Regions from separate parts of the Rattus norvegicus genome. Here region 1 is linked to region 2. Evidence: chromatin contacts called from public Hi-C data. All regions are on one chromosome and are shown on one strand. Each heading gives the region's core, a stretch centred on a gene start, on an enhancer-like site or on the middle of the called end of the contact. The rest is flanking DNA. Distances are from core to core; before and after follow the strand shown. Region 1 holds the start of Igsf21 (immunoglobin superfamily, member 21). Region 2 overlaps Igsf21 (immunoglobin superfamily, member 21).

Region 1 (2,700 bases), core at 79-2,578, 95 kb after region 2:
TGCCCCGCACTGCTGGCTCTGGGCAACCCTTTGAGCTTCAGTTTCCTTCCATGTGGTCCAGCCTAGCCCATGACCAAGCCTATGCAGGACACACACACACACAGACGCGAGCCATGCTGTTGGACCCCCTCCAGCCCCAGATGTGATCACAGTTCCCTGCCCACCAGACACTCAAGTTCCCTTGATCTGCACCTGCTCCCAGACCAAAAGCTTACAGGACCTGAAGTACCGTGCTTCCACGTGTAGGTAGGTACACTCCTGCGCAGATATAACAGAAATACAGTCACCGACTGTCACACAGCCCTCTAGAGAACAGCAAGCAAACCGGGATCGGCGTGAACTGCCACACCTCAGACTTCCTTAACAGGCTCACACATGCAGCGTCGCTCACACACTTACCCTCATGAAGGAGTTCACACCCCCAAACACTCAGACTTTCTCTCTCACCCTTCCATGTAACTGATCTGGACTCGATGTTACCTCTCACACATACAGACCCCACACACCATCACACAACCACATCTACATGTACTCCCGTGCCCTCTCCACACACAGCTGATTCTCGGACACTCACAGACCCAACAAAGACACACACACACACACACACACACACACACACACACACACACACTGGCACAGACCCACGAGGGCTTTCTCCAAAAGAGCTATCTTCTCCTGCCAAGCTTCGCTGCACGGAAACCCTCCTGAACTGTGCCTGAGACTCCCAGAGCCACCGGGGCTCGCGCCCTTCTCGGTCCCTGCGCGCGTCCCCCGGCCCCGGGCTCCCGCAGGCGACCGCACACTCACCGCGCGCCAGGTCCAGGATCGCGGCGAGCAGCAGGCAGGAGGCGCGGCGGAGGCTTGGAGCAGCTCGCATGGTGCCCAGGAGCTGACGGCGCTGGCCGAGGCGGCGGCGGCGGCGGCGGCGGCGGCGGCGATCGCGGTGGCGACGGTGGGTCCCCTCGCCATGGGCTCAGAAGCGCTTATGACCCGGGCCGCCGGCCGTGGCGGTGACGGGCAGCGAGGGGCGCCGCGGGGACGTCCTCATGCTACCGTGGTCGGGCCGCCAGGCTACCCGGGGCTGCTCTGGGCTGTACCGGGATGCTCCGGGATACACCACCAGGCTACTCTGAGCTGTACTAGGATGCTCCGGGCTGCACCAGACACACTGGCTGCTCTGGGCTGCACAGGACCTGGCTGGGGAGCGCAGCTGCTCTCGGCTGGTCGGCTGCTCCTGGCGCCCACGGCGGCCGGAGTCGGATCCGTGGCGGCAGCGGCGGAGTTTGGAGCCGAAGCTCTGCCCGCGCCGCCGCGCTCTGCCCCGCGCTCGCTCTTCTCGAGCCCCCTCCTCTCCCTCCTTCCCTGCCGCCCCGCCCCCGTCCCCCCGCCCCCCGCACCGCGCTCGCTGCCGTATTCTACAGACTTTTCTTTAATCCGTTCTGGGCTGTTCGGCTCTCGTCCGCTAAGCCGATTTATTGCAGAGAGGAGAACTCGCCCCCTCCCCCTCGGCTTCTACCCTCTGCCCCCCCCCTTCCATCGCATCACAACTGCTTGCTTGTGAGCCGCATCCTCTCATACACACACACCAAGCTTCGCTCCACCCGAATCACACCCCCCCTTCCACCTGGCAGTGTCCCTGGACGCCCCTTTCCTCGGCTTGGTGAATGCTAGCACCCTTCCTCCCTCCAGGAGAGAGGTGCTTTGCCCGGAGGGATGTAGGTCCTCAGGGCTGGCTTTGACACCTATGAACGTCTTCCTTAGGGGCTTCAGGGCTTTAGTGTTCCATAAATGAAGGCTACTCTCCACCCCGCACCCCGCGCAGTACAGCTGCATTGTGCGTGCATGCAGGACCCGGCAAGGGAGGGATGGACTTTTTCTTCGGTCAGAGACCAAGATGTCACCTTTTTTTTTTTTTAAATCAGGCCTGACACCTGAGCTCCTCCACCTAAGAATCGGGGTGGGTTGAAACTTGTGTCAGATCATTGCTTTGATGCACACACACACACACACACACACACACACACACACACACACACAGCATTGACCCTGGACTCTGGGATCTCCCACGTGAGGAGGAGGCAGGTGCTCCTAGCTCTTGGAGTCGGGGTGGGGGGGCTGCTGCTGCTGCTGGTGGTGGTGGAGCTACACAAGGGACCAGAAGTTAGACTGACAAGGTCCAGAATGAACAACAGAACCAGTGAGTGAATCTGAGCCCCCAAACCAGGACCCAGATCTGATGCTACACTCTCCCAAGAAGTCCCAGCTCACCCAGCTTCACTAAGCTGCTGCGTCCTTGTTGCTCAGTTTATTCAGATGGGCAATGGGTACATTGCCAGGCTCACTCGCTCCACTCCGTGTGAGAGGGGTGGGTAGTGAGTAATGGCTTGGCAGGTGCTGCTGGGAGAGACTTGTGCCAGGATACCCCACGGAGTGACCCACTCCCCTCCTTTACCCTCTACAGCCTTGGTGGCACTCGGCCTTTCAAAGCAGCTAGCTGCAGCTCAGGCGTGCCCAGCCTCCCAGCTCCAGGGGAAGAGCGATTTGCATTTATTTAGATCTGAGCGAATACGTTCACCTGACAGGCTTTAGAATGATCCTCTCAGTAAAATAATAATAATGATCGTAATAAACCCTTATAAATAGGTGTTTGATTACAGTTTGTCCCTACGTGGGTATTTTTTTTTTTTTTTTGAATCAGAC
Region 2 (2,709 bases), core at 21-2,520:
TAACGTTCGTCTGGAGTTCTTCCTTGAGCCCTAAGGTAGATGGGATGTCAGAGTGCTGCTCCTACTGGCCATGTGTGGAACTGCACCTCTAGCCTGTTAGCTACTGCAGAAAAGAAAGATGGAGACCCGAGGACTCCAGTCTAGACGATAAACCCATGCAATGGTGGGAAAGTCCCTTGGAGATGTAAGGCGTCATTAGATCACATAGGACCTTGACAGAGACCACAATACCCAAGACTCCAGGCTTGATCAGTCCCTTGGCTCTATGTTTTCAATTGTATTTTAAGAGGGATAACAGCTTCCTTCTTTCCACCCTCCCTCACCACAAACACACATGCTGTAATGATGATAGCTCATAAAATCAATACAATTCACTTTGCTGGAACTCACCGTGGCAAGAGTTTGCCAGGAAATGACTCCTAGAATAGCCAGTGCTGTCCCGTCCCTTCGACAGGCAAGCACAGCATATTCTAGAGGCTCTGGTGAAGAGGAGGTCTGAACATCAGAGGCACTCTGGGTTCTGACAGACCCCCGCAGAGATGGGAGTGTCCTATGTCTGTTCTGTTGCAATCTGATGCCACCAGTCCTGTGTGGAGAGTGCTGGAAATGACTTGTCTGAGTGAATGGGGAAAGCATTTTCCCTTTAATTTAAATCAGAATAGCCATGTGTGACCAGTGGCAGCCACATGGATTGGCATGGGATTGGCTCTGATCATGTCTGTTCTCTTAAAACTATCCAATAGTTTTTGTCACTGTCACCAAACTGGCCTGAATTCTTTCCCTATTAGCCAGACCCCAGAAAAGGCGTCTAAGTTCAGGCCACTTCTCCATCACCTTCTTCTCTCTAGGCATCCCCAGAAGTCAAGCCAGAGGTCAGTACTATTATTGGCTCCCCAGTCTCTTTGAAGAACCAATCTACTCTCTATGCTTTGGAAAGTCTCTGTCTGTCTCTGTCTCTCTGTCTCTCTCTGTGTGTCTCTCTGTCTCTGTCTTTCTGTCTCTGTCTCTCTCTGTCTCTCCCTCTGTCTCTCTGTCTCTGTCTCTCTGTCTCTCTCTGTCTCTCTGTCTGTCTCTCCGGTGCTGGGAATTGAACCCAAGACCTTGCGCATGCTAGGCAAGCACTCTACCACCAAGCTACTCACTCAGGCTTCTTTGCCTTGGAAAAACTCTGATGTCTACTACTTGGACAATTTTCTAGAGCAGAGCAGAGGCACAAGGCTCAGCACAGGCATGGACTGATGTGTGCCCTCTGGGCTGAGCGAGCAGGGCAGTGGTAGCCTCACAATGTCTCTGCTTTTCCCTTCTGAAGCAATTGGAGGCCTAGGCCTGGCTGGGCCTGTGGGATCTATTCATCTTGTTCCAAGCCAGGCTCTGTAAATTCATTCAGGAGCTGGGGGAGGAAGGAGAAGGGGAGTAACAGGGGCCTGGAGACAAAAGGCACTGGGCAGTTTGCTGTTTGTGGCCAGACTTCTGGAAGGGAGGTGATGAGGCAGGCTGAGGGGCTGGGCTGGTAGTGGGGGACATCCACTGGAGGAGGTTGGGGCTATCCTGGTTGCCTCTCCCATACCCTCTAGAAATTCTGCCCAGCCCCAAATCCTGCAGCCTCTACCTGAGTAGGTCAGTTCTTATCTCTCTCTCTTCAGCTGGCTCTGAGGGAAAAGAGACCAGAACAGCAACAATCGGAGGGAAAGAAAGCTGGCAGCATGGAGCCTCTTTCCTGGAATTTCCTTCCCTCCCTGCACCCCTCCTCCCCATCACAGGCAGAGCACAAGGGCTCCTCTGGTCCCAAGGAGAGCAACCAGACAGCCAGCCACCACCCAGTCCAGCTACAGAATTAAAAGAGCCGGGCATTTGGCTCTGGTGGTCAATTTGCATATGATTTGCATACATCTGCATACCCCCCACTCCAGAGGCCTTCAGTCAAAGGATGTGAAATGAAATAAAATAAATTAATGTAGCCTACCATAGCCCCATACAGAGGGCTTGACACTTGTCAGAGATGTAACCAATGCTTTAAGCTGTCAGTGTGTGGGGGGTAGGGGGTGGGGAAGGTAGACTTGGCTAGGCAGAAGGAAGATGGACTCTGTTATCCAGCTAAAAAAAGCTCATGACAGACTATGCCTCTAGTTTAGAGAGCCACAGGGACACTTTCATGGATGGCCCCAGCCTGGCCTGGTATTGTCTCTCTTCTGGAAGCTGTCTCCTCAGAAGAACCGTCATCTCCCCCAGCATGATGACTGCTGGGGGCAATGGAGCGCTTTGGGGCCTGTGGTCTCTTACCATTTCTAATTCTATCCCACCAAGGACAGTTCCTATCGGACCATGGTTACCTCCCTCTGATTCCACCCAGGAATGAGGGAGTGTGGGACGTGACTCCAGTATCAGCCAGAATCTGGGTACGTTTGTCCCAGTCTCTCACCGTTTACAGTCTGTGACAGCCAAGCAGCCCTCATAGCCTGTGAGCCCACAGACAACACAACCCATGGCAAGTTGTCCTGCTGGCCTTGACTGGGTACCGTGGGCTCAATCAAGTGTGTAGGTCTGTAGGGCATGGGTGGAAGACACCAGAGCTGGTTCCAACTTGGCAGGGTTATTATACTGAGACAGAGGACAGGTTTGGGTTAAAAGGAACACAGCCATAGCCAACAATGACACAAGACTTGTCAGCCAACGGCAAATCAAAGACCAGAAATTCAAGGGTTGGAGAGA

Evidence for each region. Hi-C and Micro-C count contacts between places; a contact is called where the count stands out from the background.
Region 1: a Hi-C map of prefrontal cortex shows a contact between it and region 2, with 2.8 times the contacts expected there. The contact joins the promoter of Igsf21 here to the enhancer-like site in region 2. A contact is called at or near these places in 1 of 12 Hi-C or Micro-C datasets (prefrontal cortex) and 1 of 1 datasets of contacts at active chromatin or transcription factors (oligodendrocytes).

The regions. Positions count from the first base shown.
Region 1 is chr5:157,793,962-157,796,661 of GRCr8, forward strand. It overlaps Igsf21 (immunoglobin superfamily, member 21), which reads right to left and starts at 1,329. Exons shown (of 10, transcript NM_001271454.2): 1 at 808-1,329. The coding sequence starts at 877.
Region 2 is chr5:157,698,716-157,701,424 of GRCr8, forward strand. All of the region lies in intron 2 of Igsf21 (immunoglobin superfamily, member 21), which reads right to left. Among named protein-coding and RNA genes, the nearest start is that of Igsf21, 95 kb to the right of the region's middle. Within about 2 kb of position 1,271, at least 44 of the 93 cell types and tissues checked have an H3K27ac peak or open chromatin away from gene starts, as enhancers often do. A contact at or near this core is called in prefrontal cortex, where this site is marked.